Regions from separate parts of the Sus scrofa genome. Here region 2 is linked to region 1. The links are chromatin contacts, called in public promoter capture Hi-C maps. All regions are on one chromosome and are shown on one strand. The core of a region is the stretch at or near the end of the contact, and the rest is flanking DNA. Distances in the headings are between cores, read along the strand shown. Region 1 holds the start of UBXN2B (UBX domain-containing protein 2B). Region 2 holds the start of IMPAD1 (inositol monophosphatase domain containing 1).

Region 1 (6,563 bases), core at 2,512-5,011:
AGTCCATGTAGATGAAAGGTCCTGGTTATTAATGGACATCATTAACTCAGAGAAAAATGAATGATTTCGAGGGCATTAATGTAGGATCCACAATGTCCCTGGAGCACGACAGGGCATAAGTTCATAAGCAAATTGTTTTAAAGGAAGGGAATTTATATTATTGGACATAGCAAATGACACCACATCAGAAGAGGAAATGATTAAACTGATCAAAATAAACTGATATATTGGTCAAAACCAGCAGAAAACAACAAAATCTCAAATAAAGAGATAAAAATACATGCATTGTGAATTATCAGGACAGAGTTCCATGAGCTAAACAACTCGATTATGAAGATATATTTCAAAAACACAGAGAGAACCAAGTATGCAAGCATCGAGAATCTTTTCTCCAGATTTGAAATGTGAAGAATGTGACAAGAAGCTGAAGGCAAAGTAATTGCAGGTGAGAACAACAGCATGGAGCCAAAGATGCAAAGTACTGGAGCTCCCCCGCTTGGAGAGACAAGGGCCGGAAGGTGGGATGGGGATTTTAAATCTAGAAGAGCTACATCAGCATCACCTGGGCGCCTCTGAAAGCTGCAGATGCACAGCCACCACCACCTCCCCCAAGACCAAGGGACTGAGAAGTTCTGGGGTGGGGCCCAACAGCCCTGCTTAGACAAGCCTTCCAGGTGGCTCTGCTGCGCTTAAAACTGAGAAGCAGACTCGTCTCCTGCAGGAAGAGGCTGCTGCGGCAAGTGTAACTCAGGGTCAGACAGTCTACTCCTTTCTCACTCCCAGACTCCTCTCTGCCCCCACCCCCAGCCCGCTCCTAATCCTAAGAAGTATGAGGTTGCCCCAATGCTCCCCAACTCCAACCTACCCAGAAATAAAAATATACAAACAGAAATCTTTTCCTTTCATATTATTCTGGAGGAAATCTGGGGCAGAAGCATATACTTAAATACTTTAAGCAACTGTTAAGGCCATGTATGGAGGGCTGAGGGGCACCAGAGGAGACAAGGGGATCTGAAAATGCTCAAAAATACTAATGAGCCTGAGGTTCCCGGGGTGAGTACTGTCACTGACAACCCTGTCCCCAACTTCCCCTCTGCATGTTCCCAATTTTGGAGGTCGAAGGGGCCCAAGATCTACTTGTTGATTTGAGAGAGAGAGCACTTGCAAAGACACCTGAAAACAACCAAAGTGATAACGTGTAAAGAAACACGCTAGCACCGAAGGTTTAAAGATACCTAAAAACAACCAAAGTGAGGGCGTGTAAAGAAACAGACTAGTATCAAAAGTTTAAAAGAATTGGACAGTGTTCTTCTCCCCAACTGGTTTTTTGGATATTGATTATATGGGGATTATCTTGCTATTGTTTAATCAAGCCATGCTTATTTTAAGAGTTACTCAGTTTTCAATAGGTACTTTTACTTTCTAGTCAACTCGCTGTAAGAGGCTTTCCCGGTATCATTGAGGAAAAGGGTGATTGTAACAGGAACAAGTAAAAGTACCCCTAAGTGTGTACACCTTAGCTGCCACACTAAGGTGCACTTTTGAGTTGGATGCTCACAGGGCTGGAAGGCTTTCTAGGCTATCAGAAATCGCTCCAGATTTAGATGCCCACAAATCCTAGGAGGCGTGGCAAAATAAACATGGCTAGATTAAACAATAACACGATAATCCCCACATAATCAATATTCAAGAAACCAGTTGGAGAGAAGAACACTATCCAATTCTTTTAAACCTTTGATACTAGTCTATTTCTTTATACGTCATCACCTTGGTTGTTTTCAGGTGTCTTTGCAAGTTCTTCACATTTTTGTTAAATTCTAAAGGAAACATTATCAATACTTAGCATATTTTATATACCAAATCACATTCATAACAATATCAGTTAGCTACCTAAACCTACCTACCAGAAGGTAGATAGGAGATGAAAAGAAATCCTATTTTCTAAGTGATGGTAGAAAGTAAGGCTTGATCACAGTTAGGGACATCTATCATATTATCTCCAACAATTAATCATACCTTAATCTAGTGGATTAAGTCTAAGTGTCAAGTATCAGACAATCATTAACCAAGCTGTTCTCACTTTCCACATAAAAAGAAGAAACAGGTTTTCAGGACGTGATATTAAGTTATAGTTTTAACTTTAATGGCATTAGATTGGACTAACCAGGGCAAGTGATAGCATTTCTCTCCTTTTAAGGAAAAAGAACCAAATATTTACTATGCAAGTAACTGAGCCAGGATAACATGGGACCGAAGAGGCACTTATAGACATTTCTCTATTTCATCCTTGACACCATCAACACCACCTCTTGTTTAGAAAATAAAGACACGGAGGATCAGAGAGGTTAAAACACTTTCCCGAGATTCACACTAAGTGGCAGGGCCAAATGCAAACCCAAGCTGTTCTGACCAGAAATTCATTTTTCTCCCCAACAGCATATGTCTCTTAGTGGTGTACAACAGAAGAGATGAGGCAGATAAGACCTTCCTACTCCTTGGTTGTTTACTACTGAACAGACTTACGAACACTAGAACTATGCTACCTTGACTTTGTCTCCTGACAACTGATCACTCCATTCTCCAAATTCAACATTTTATGCACAGCTTATCTTGGCACTCAGCCATACTCCATCTGAAAACGTTATGCTAAAAATATTCCTATATTATTTCTGCAAATAATAGTGAAATGCCTTTTATACTTCTATACTCTTCATCAGTGTCACAGCCTCCGCGGTAGATTTGATGTCCTATTTATCTCTGCGTTCCCAGAGCTTAGCAGTATGTTATAGGACAGGTATTCAGTATCCGTTCATTTACAGATACACAATGAAAATGTGACCATAAAGTAACAGAACTTTTCTACCAAGGCTTGGATTTAGTGCCATCTATTTTTAACGATAGTTCCTTACAGATGTTTGGTTGTTGAATTTTATCAATGATCTTACAAAGAGACAGTAAAAACGAAAACAAACCAAAAAAACCCCTAAAATGAGTAGTAAGATTTGGTGCGCTCATATCTGGCTAATGTCAACGTCCTTCAATATTAGCAAGTTTTATCTTCCCGTTTCTTCTGTGCAGTCTTTTCTGTACTGTAGCTTTTACAACCAAGCTGTGCAGTCATAGGGTGAAATACTTTTTAGGTTACCCCTCTACAAGAAAAAGCTATCTGATAAAAAGGAACCCTCTTTACATTTAAGTGATCAAGCCAGAAACAGCCTCCAGGATAAGCAAGATCAGGCCCGCAGAGGCTGTGACTTTTGAAGTGATGCTGATTCCCCTATGGCCACAGGAGAGAGAGCTTTCTTCCAGAGTCTCCTGCCCGAAGCACCAACCTGTGAAGTACTCAACCGACCCCGTGAAATGCCATTCTAAAGCAACAGCTGCTTCTTAAACTGCAAGTGGGGTGGGGGAAGCGAGGCAGGGGCACCCGAGGAAGCAGCGCTCAGACACCTGTTTCTACCAGCACCGCGGTCCCGCGCGCCGCCCGGGGAGACCCACGGCTCCCGAGTCCCAACTCTGTCCCCGGGCGGGTCTGGGGAAGGCTCCGCCTCGGCCACAGCGGCCCCGACACGCCCCCGGCCGCGCCGTCCCCGCCGCCGCGCCCTCACCCCTGCCGCTCGCCGCACCTGCAAGTCCCGCGCGCTCGGGGGCCGCGGCCCCGGCGTCCTCGGCTCTTCCTCGCCCGCCTCGCCGCCACCGCCCTCCGCCATCTTTCACCGGCTCCCGACGCCGCCGCCGACGCGCCTCCCGCGACTTCCGGGGTCGTTGCCTGGCAACCGCGGGGCGGGGCGGGCGGGGCGGTCCCTGCGCGCCCCCGCCTCCCCCAAGGCCCGCGCGCCCCCGCTTCCGGCGCCCGCCCACCTGTCCTGACCCGCTTCTTTCCCAAAAGGAAGTGGCCTCAGAATTTTCTCGCGGAGTAACCTCTTCGTAAACCCAGGTTCCCCAGGTCCCACGCCTGAGGGTGCTCGGAGCCGCCCTGGAGGGCAGCACGGACTGGCGGGTTCTTTTAAACCCACGGTGAAAACGTCCTCTGGATGTTTCATCTGATGAAAGGCGCATCCTTACTTTTCCAGTCTTGGTCACATTCTCTCCTTTCCCTACCAAAGACTGGGTGGCACGGTCGCCCCCGAAGCGTGAATTGGGGTTGAGGAGGAAGAACACAGTAAACGCTCTTTGAGGTCAGGAGACTACTAAATTCTCTTTATTCATCTCAGTTTCATTCAAACTCCTGTCTTATCCCAGGCACTTTTATGCTCCCGGATGCAAAGGTAAAAAGAAGTAGTTCCGATATTTATAAAACTCACAGTCTAGTGGGGGAAAGAGAAATATAAACATAATAAAATGCCATTTGCAGTAGCGCTTTGCAGGGAATGTTATGAGTGGACTGTGGAGTGGGGAGGGGAGTATTCTGCTATGAGCCCCATGCTGGGTGCATTTTATGTGTAATCTCCTCTATCCCTCTGCCAGGTAACCGTATTATACCTGAGGAAACCAAGTTTCAAATAACAGTTTACTCTGTTGTAAGTGACGGTACCAGATACTAAACCTTGCATTTGTTGGTTGTCCCAATATTCTTTTTAGTACAACATTCTGCCTAGAAATCTCTGGCTCTTCTTTACGTCCCACGGAGCCAATGGTATTTTGGCTGACTCTGAAGGATAAGTATTCGTGGTAGACTTTGGACCAGAAGGGACCACAGGGAGAAGCATGTTTGAAATACCATGTTCGTGCTGATAAAGTCCTGCATGGCGAACCTTAGGAGAAGTGACAAAAGAGGCTTGGGGATTGGGGAATGTGGGTGCAGATCTAGACTCAAGATGCAGGCCTAGGAGTGGTGCTAAAGGGTCTTGCTTTAGTGAAGGATGAGGACTACGCCCTGGGGCAGTGATTGTCAAGGCTGATGCACACTAGAAAACCCCTTCCTCCACCCTCTCCCCATCTTAGGAACTCAGATTTAATTAATATGGGGTGACCCCTCAAGCGTCTTTTTTTTTTTTTTTTTTTTTTTTTTTTTTTGTCTTTTTGCATTTTCTAGGGCTGCTTCCATGGCATATGGAGGATACCAGGCTAGGGCTGTAATCGGAGCTGTAGCTGCCGGCTTATGCACAGCCGCAGCAACGAGGGATCCAAGCTGTGTCTGTGACCTACACCACAGCTCACAGCAACGCCAGATCCTTAACCCACTGAGCGAGGCCAGGGATGGAACCCAAAACCTCATGGTTCCTAGTCGGATTCGTTAACCACTGAGCCACGACGGGAACTCCAAGAATCATATTTTTTAAGCTGCTCCCCAGGTGGACTATGCTTCTGACCATGATAGTGTACCTGGTACTGGACTTGCCCTTCCAATCCCAGCAATGAAAAAAGCTAGATGAGATATCTGAAATGATTATTTTCAGACATTGAATCAAAGGCAGCACAGCTCAGATCTGTGCTATGCCAGAGAAGGGAAACAAGCAAGATGAGCTATGTTTGCCCTGGCTTTCTGCCTGGAACTCTCCTACATTGCGGGTGGGAATGTAGAATGCTGCAGCTTCTTTGGAAAATAAAGTTTCTTCTAAAGTTAAATATTCATTTATCATAAGACCTAGCATTGACTCTCCTAAATATTGACCTAAGAGGAATGAAAACATGTTTACAAAGATATTTGTACCATGATGTTCATAGAAGCTTTATTCATAATAGCCCCAAACTGGAAACAATCCAAATGTCCATGCACAATGAATGGATAACACTTTGAGAAATTAGTACAATAGAATACTACTCTACAGTAAAAAGGAAGAAATTACTGATTCAAACGCCATAGATGAAGCTCAAAGATATTATCTTGAGTAAAAGAAGCCAGATGTGAAAGAGTAAATATTGTCTGATTCAATTTTTTTTTTTTTTTTTTTTGTCTTTTTGCCATTTTCTTGAGCCGCTCCCAAGGCATATGGAGGTTCCCAGGCTAGGGTCTAATCGGAGCTGTAGCCACTGGCCTATGCCAGAGCCACAGCAATGTGGGATCCGAGCCGCATCTGCAATCTACACCACAGCTCACAGCAATGCCGGATCCTTAACCCACTGAGCAAGGCCAAAGATTGAACCCGAAACCTCATGGTTCCTAGTTGGATTGTTAACCACTGAGCCATGATGGGAACTCCTATCTGATTCAATTTATATAAAATTCTGGAATAGGCAAAACTGCTGGCAGTAATTTAGGGTCATCTCTTTGGGGAAGGATAAACTTGAAGAATTTGAAAAAGGATACATGGGAACTTTTTGAGATGATGAAAATGTCATATCTTTTTTTGGTGGTGATAGTTACACAGATATAATTATATATATATTAATATACACTTGTTGAAAATACATTGAGCAATATATACTTAAATTGAAGGTACTTTATTATGTGTAAATTGTATATTTATGAAATTGGTTGAAAAAAACCTCGGATAATTCTGTTATCCAACCATGGGTGAGAACCACTGGACTGAAGCAATTGGGAGCCATTTGATGATGCGTGATTTAGAAAGACGAAGAGGCCTCAGTGTATAAGTTGAATCAGAGTTATGAAATTCGAA
Region 2 (6,563 bases), core at 2,158-4,657, 750 kb after region 1:
TAATTCACTTGCCTGCCTAAAATGCACTTTTATGTGAAAAAAGAAAAATCCAGGGGAACTAACTGGCAGAGAGACAACACAAACACTTAAAGTTTCTCCGAGGTAAATTTGGGCGTGGAGAATCATTCAGACAAACCAAAGCTTTGTCATCATTTGAGATGTTGATAACATTTCACAAGTGGTGTGACTCACTTCACACAGAAGGAAGGCATAAGACAGGTGGGATTTGTAGGGAGGTAGAAAAAACATCCAGACATTCTGGAGAAGTCCTTGTCTCATGTGACTTGTCCCAATTGGAGTGAATCAGTTAACTGAGAAAACTCAAGGCTGGGAATTATAGAACAGACTAGACGCCTTAGCCAGACTTAAAAAGATGCAGATATACAATCCCTTGTCTATCTTTTAATGTAAGGCAGGGGTTTCCTTTGCTATTTATTTGTTGTAGTTTCAACCACACGGGTAATACATTATCCAGAAGGACTAGCTTGGTTTCTTTAAAGTCAGTCTGATTTCAGCATCTGTTTGAATTTTCATGATTTTTTTCTTCACAGTCGACTACAGTTTTTGCTCTAACACCTATTTTTTTTTTTCTTTTCTTTTCTTTTCTTTTTAGGACCACACCTGCAGCATATGGAAGTTCCCAGGCTAGGGGTCAAATGGGAGCTGCAGCTGCTGGCCTACACCACAGCCACAGCAATGCCAGATCCTTAATCCACTGAGTGCAGCCAGGGATCAAACATGAATTCTCATGGATACTAGTTGGGTTCCCAACCCACTGAGCCACCACGGGGATTTCTCTAACATCCAATTTAATGGCAATTTTTGTTTTTAGTGACTCGTCTTAATCAAGTCATTGGGAGATTTCAGCTTTGTATCTATATGCATTTTGATTGCTTTTCATAATATTTAACTTACATGTATTTATAATAATAACCACAATGGAAAAGTGGGGTTTAAATTCACAAAACTAACCTATAAGATGTATATAAGGGTCCACTAGTGGGAGTGAAAGGAGGCAGATACCCCAAAAGCAGGTGACCTTACTAGGTATGAGAGCACAAGGAGAGCACAGAGCAGGGTCTGGCAAACCAGTTAGGTATTAGGTGGTTAAAGATGCTTCTGCTGTATGTCAATTCTTGTCTCTATCAGCGTTTATACAGAAGAAAGAGTAGGCAGTTCTCTTTCTCAACACCTAAAGAAAAGATAATTTTTGAAGGACCGGTTTGCTTTAATTCACAAACCTATTATTTTACATTTACTTCATATAATGTTCATTAGCAGGTATGCTGTTTTTCAAGCTTCTAGCAACTTGTTACTCAAAATGCAAGTTTCTTTTCATCAAATTCCTATGGAGGTTCTAAAACAACATGTAATTAAATTGTCCTTCTTGTCACAAAGTTTCTCTTAATGATTATATGCTGTCTTTTATCAGTATCTATTAGCTCCTATCAATTGTCCTCGGAGTACTAGAGCACCTGGAAGTCACGTTCATTCTTTGCACGTGCCTCGGCAGCTTCGCTCTCAATTCTTAAGTCCTTTTCCTACAGTATAAAGGCCTCGGAGCTTTTGGTATCTCTGTGTCTCATTGAGGCTTGTGTTGTGCTACAGTGAGCATGGCCAATATCCTTGGAATATGTAATAATGCTTTTAATATTATCCTATCTATTACCCAACTCATATCTTTTGCTGATCTCATGGTGCAGCTTGAGGTGGTTCTATTGAACCTAATGAAGCCTTTCCTTCCACCCTGGTCTTCATATTTATCCCTGGATTTAGTAACCATAATTACCCTGTGACCTTCACGTTCAGATTTCTTTTGAAAGCAGCTTTGCTTTAGAATTGCCAAGTTGCTCCCTAAAGCCAACAAGGATAGTGCCAGTTCCTTAAGATTTGCTGCTGTCGACACTCCCGAGACTGTTCCTTCATTGATTTGTGTTTGTGCTGTGATTGTTTTTAAGCTAATTACAGATTTCTGTCAGGGAAACCAAGAAATCAACAGTCTTTGTCTATTGTATCTATACAACCACATGGCAAACTCTGTAGATGCCATGGACTCTAAAGAAGTGGTAGAGGGAGTTCCTGTTGTGGCTCAGCAGGTTAAGAACCCAGCTAGTATCCATGAGAATGTAGGTTCTGTCCCTGGCCTTGCACTGCGGGTTAAGGGATCCAGCGTTGCCACCAGCTATGGCGAAGGCTGGCAGCTGCAGCTCTGATTCCCCCCCCAGCCTGGAACTTCCATAAGCTGCAGCTGCAGCCCTAAACAAAACAAACAAAAAACAAAAAACAAAACAGAAAAAAGAAGCAGTAAATTTCAGTCTGCCTCTAACAACTTTTTCAGAAACTGAAGTTCATAATCCATTCTGTATACTTGCAGTATCTAAGGTCGTTAACATTAAAGCTTACTTAAAACCAATGACTTTTGGCTATGAACAGTAAAATAGGCTGCATTTTAAGTTGATTTTATGGGACACTCTAACATTTAAAATATTGCTCACCTTAAGATTCACTTTTAAGGTGAGAGATAAAATTAAGGCTTATTATATATCTATTAAAATTTAGTAAGTACACACTATTATTGTTGAAATCAGTGGAATAGTAGAAGGCAATTATTTCTGGTAAATGATTCTATAAGTGAATTTATACGGCCTATACTGACTCAAAGATTACATATTCTAGATTGGCCGACCATCCTGGGACAACCTTTATATCAAGTGGACTTTCACAAGCAACTTCTCGCCCTGCTCAGCCTCTGGGAGGAAGGTACCAGTAAAATGTACCTGGAAACCCAGAATATTTCCTTACATTGTGAAGGCTCAGAATCAAGGTAAGTTCTTCACCTGCATAGCGGATGGTTTATTCTGGCAGGTGAAGGTAAGGGGAAAGTCTATACACTCAGACAAATACAAGTCCATAAGCATTTAGAGAGGGGCACGAAGAACCAAGTAAAATTCCTGCTATCGCCTCCCCACTCCCGCTGCGCCTGGAAGAGCACGGAAGGGGCAGTTTCATCCTGGAGGCTCTCTTTACACAAGCGCAGGCGAAAAAAAGCATAGATTGCTCTTAAAATGGCTTTAACGAACCTCCTCGGTTCCTCAATAACCAGAGTGATGGGAAGTCCAGACTGTCACTGTGGCTCTATTTCAGAGAGATCTGATTGAAATTTTCACAAGGGACTCAGCATCCTCCCGTGCGTGGCAAGTAGTTCCTCCACATCTAGAACTGATTTGAAAACCCAAATTCCGTCGACAAGACCAACGGACGCGGTGCAAACCCGCACCTACAGAGAACCCGGCTAGCCGGCCTGCCGCCAGGCCCTTGGGTCGCCCCGCCCCGAGGGAGGAGCCTTATAGCCCTCGCCCCGCCCCTTGCGTAACCCGGATACACACCCACGCTCCCCTTTCACCTTACGGCCGTTGGCTAACGTGGAAGCCAGACCCGCCGGCCGGCTAAGGGGCAGGGAGCGCGCTGCCTGGGCTAGTCGGGCGCGCGGAACGGCGGCTTTGAGGGCTTCTCCGCACAGCTCGGCCTTTCCCGGGAGCGGGCGATGGGGCGCGCGAGCGCCGAGGAGCAGGCGCCGGTGTAGTCCTCGCGGCGCCCGGCCCGGGATCGCGGCGGCGGAGGCGGCGCGGGGCGCGGGGAGGCCTGTGAGGGCCACCGCCCCGAGTGCCGGGCCTCCCGCGCCATGGCCCCCATGGGCATCCGCCTCTCCCCGCTGGGGGTGGCCGTGTTCTGCCTGCTGGGTCTCGGCGTGCTCTACCACCTCTACTCGGGCTTCCTGGCCGGCCGCTTCAGCCTATTCGGCATGGGCGGCGAGCCTGGCGGCGGAGCGGCGGGGCCCGGGGCCGCGGCTGACGGGGGCACGGTGGACCTGCGGGAGATGCTGGCCGTGTCCGTGCTGGCGGCCGTGCGCGGCGGAGACGAAGTGCGTCGGGTCCGCGAGAGCAACGTCCTCCACGAGAAGTCCAAGGGGAAGACGCGCGAGGGGGCCGACGACAAGATGACCAGCGGGGATGTGCTGTCCAACCGCAAGATGTTCTACCTACTCAAGACAGCTTTCCCCAACGTGCAGGTGGGTGTCGCGAGCGCGGGGCTGGGTGGGAGCGCGGGAGCCTGGGCTCGGGTCCGGGCGGGCAGACGCCTCCAACTGCCCAAGGCGGTAGGGCGCTGGCTCCCCCCTTCGCAGGTCGGGAGACGGAGACGCTCAAGTTGAGGTGCTCAAGGTCACACACAGCGTACGTGAAAGAGCTGGGTGAGGTCGCGGGTGGTCTGACTCAGGGCGCGTGCCCGTCTGGTCCCCCCGGGTGTACGCGCCCACTTGGTACCTGGGATCCGGAGTGCTGGGTTCTGGGCGGGCCCTGATGTCAGAAGGCTGAGAAAGTTAACTTCACTCCCTGCCGCAGACTCCTCTGTCAAAGGGAAGAATTGGACTGGAACCCCCAAGGCCCTCCAGCTTTGTTTCATTTAATTGTTGGAAGCGTCGTGACTGTAAAATACAGGTTTTCTGGCAGACCTGCCAGGAGTCGAAGGCGGGAACTGTAGACGTCTTGCTGCAAGTACAAGTACTTTTGGAATTTCATGAGCTAGATAAACATTGAAACATGAACCCTGGCTTCTTTGGAAGATATCTGACCTTTAACTGTTGTTTTTGTAAGAGAGTATTGTCATTGTGGAATTACATATCTTGTGTAACCCTCTCTCTCCAGTCTGTTCTGTTACTGCTTTGGTTTTCTTTCTTTGTCTTTTTTTTTTTTTACTGCCCCCCTTTTTTTTTTTCCTTTAAACATTTTTTTTTCAGTGGGAAGGAACTTTGGCTTTGATGTCATGAGCTTCTGGATACCAGATGTAATTGACACGATAATTCTCAAACAAAACATGCAAAATTTCAGGTTTTTCCTTTGCCTACCAAGCTTTAGCCATACAAACAATACTTGCATTTACATCTAGATGTGATAAGATGTGCTTGTAAAAGTTTTCTCACCTCTTGAAAGCACATAGTCTTTTTTAGAGTTTGTGGAAAAAAACAAATTTCAGAAAAGTTGCCATATAGGTGTAACAGAAGTAATAGTGACCATTTATTGAGTGTGTTTTAGGTGCCCAGATCCTGGCTACGCAGGACTTTACTTGATCCTCACAGTAACTTTAAGAAGTAAATTTTATTTATACCCTCTTACAAATGGGAGACCTGAAGCTCATAATACTCCACAGTGTACGTGGACTACTTTTAGGAGTCTACTTAAAACTTATACTGAATTTCCTGGGGAAAGTGTAAAATCGTAGATGTTTGGAAGCAATAATAGTGAAATATAGCAGCCAAGTTGAATTTTTTTAAAAGGCAATGACAAAAAAAATTCTGAAATAGTGAAAATGCATATCTATGTGTACATACATGTGTGTTCCCATGTGAACTCCACTCCACCCCACCTCTGCCAAAGCTTTGCCTTGGGTAGCTTCCACGGGATTCTGCATTTGTCTCTCCCTGATTAACAAATGCTAAGGGAATAGCTGCCAAAGGTGATGAGCTGCGTTTGGTTAAACATAGAAGCTAAGCTTTCAAATCCCAGATGTTGGAGTCTGCCTTTATGTAAAATAATTTGTTTTCTTATGACTGAAGGTTGGCATGTAGGTCTTTAGTGTTCATCTTGGCTGATGATGGGTAGAGTAGAGGAGGTTATGCTCATAGACAATGTGCCAAAGCAGGATGGTATCATGATGAGCCATCTCCTTTTGTCGGGACGCTGTTAGACTGGAGTCCAGATGCAGCCACCTAAGTAGACACTCAGCCCTAGAGTCTTTCCTTTCTTCCTTCTTCTCCAGCACCCAGATGTGCCGTCTTAAATGTCTGGTTGTTTTCGAAGCTGAAATTTTTTGCTAACGGTCTTAAGTCGAATCTCACTGAGTTTATGTCCTTACGGAAAAACAGCACTGAGAAGCCACAGCTACTCTTTTCTTTTATCCTGGTGCTCTGTGCGAATGGAGAGAGGCCTCTTTCTCCTTTGACTTTCCTGTCTAGTCAGAGGCTTGAGCTCACCTATCTAAGGTTCACTCCTTAGTTAAGAGGATATTCCCCATGTCACTCATTCTCAATTGGGGACAGTTTTGTCCTCCAGGAACATTTGGCAATGTCTAGAGATTTTCGGTTGTCACAACTGGAGTGGAATGCTATTGGCGTCTAGTAGGTAAACATCCCATAATGCACAGGACAGCCATCAATAATAAAGAATTATCTGGCCTGATTTTTCACTTGATGACCAGGTTGAGAAACCTTACTCTAAAGAAGTACACATTGTCGGAGTTCCTACCATGGCTCAGTGGAAACGAATCTGACCAGTAACCATGAGGATACAGGTTTGATCCCTGGCCTTGCTCAGTGGGTTAAGGCTCTGGTGTTGCCATGATCTGTGGTGTAGGTCGCAGATGTGGCTTGGATCCTGAGTTTCTGTGGCTGTGGCATAAGCCAGTGGGCTACAGCTCCAATTCTACCCCTAGCCTGGGATCCTCCATATGTCACAGGTGTGACTCTTAAAAAAAAAAAAAAAAAAAGGAGTGTGTGTTTTCTTAAAGAA

Evidence for each region. Promoter capture Hi-C pulls out the DNA fragments that hold promoters and counts their contacts.
Region 2: a promoter capture Hi-C map of liver shows a contact between it and region 1, with 7 times the contacts expected there. The contact joins the promoter of IMPAD1 here to the promoter of UBXN2B in region 1. A contact is called at or near these places in 2 of 5 promoter capture datasets (fetal skeletal muscle and liver) and 1 of 47 Hi-C or Micro-C datasets (embryonic fibroblasts).

The regions. Positions count from the first base shown.
Region 1 is chr4:74,433,889-74,440,451 of Sscrofa11.1, forward strand. It overlaps UBXN2B (UBX domain-containing protein 2B), which reads right to left and starts at 3,762. Exons shown (of 8, transcript XM_001924982.7): 1 at 3,627-3,762. The coding sequence starts at 3,710.
Region 2 is chr4:75,187,849-75,194,411 of Sscrofa11.1, forward strand. IMPAD1 (inositol monophosphatase domain containing 1) reads left to right here and starts at 3,408. Exons shown (of 5, transcript NM_001243632.1): 1 at 3,408-4,069. The coding sequence starts at 3,683.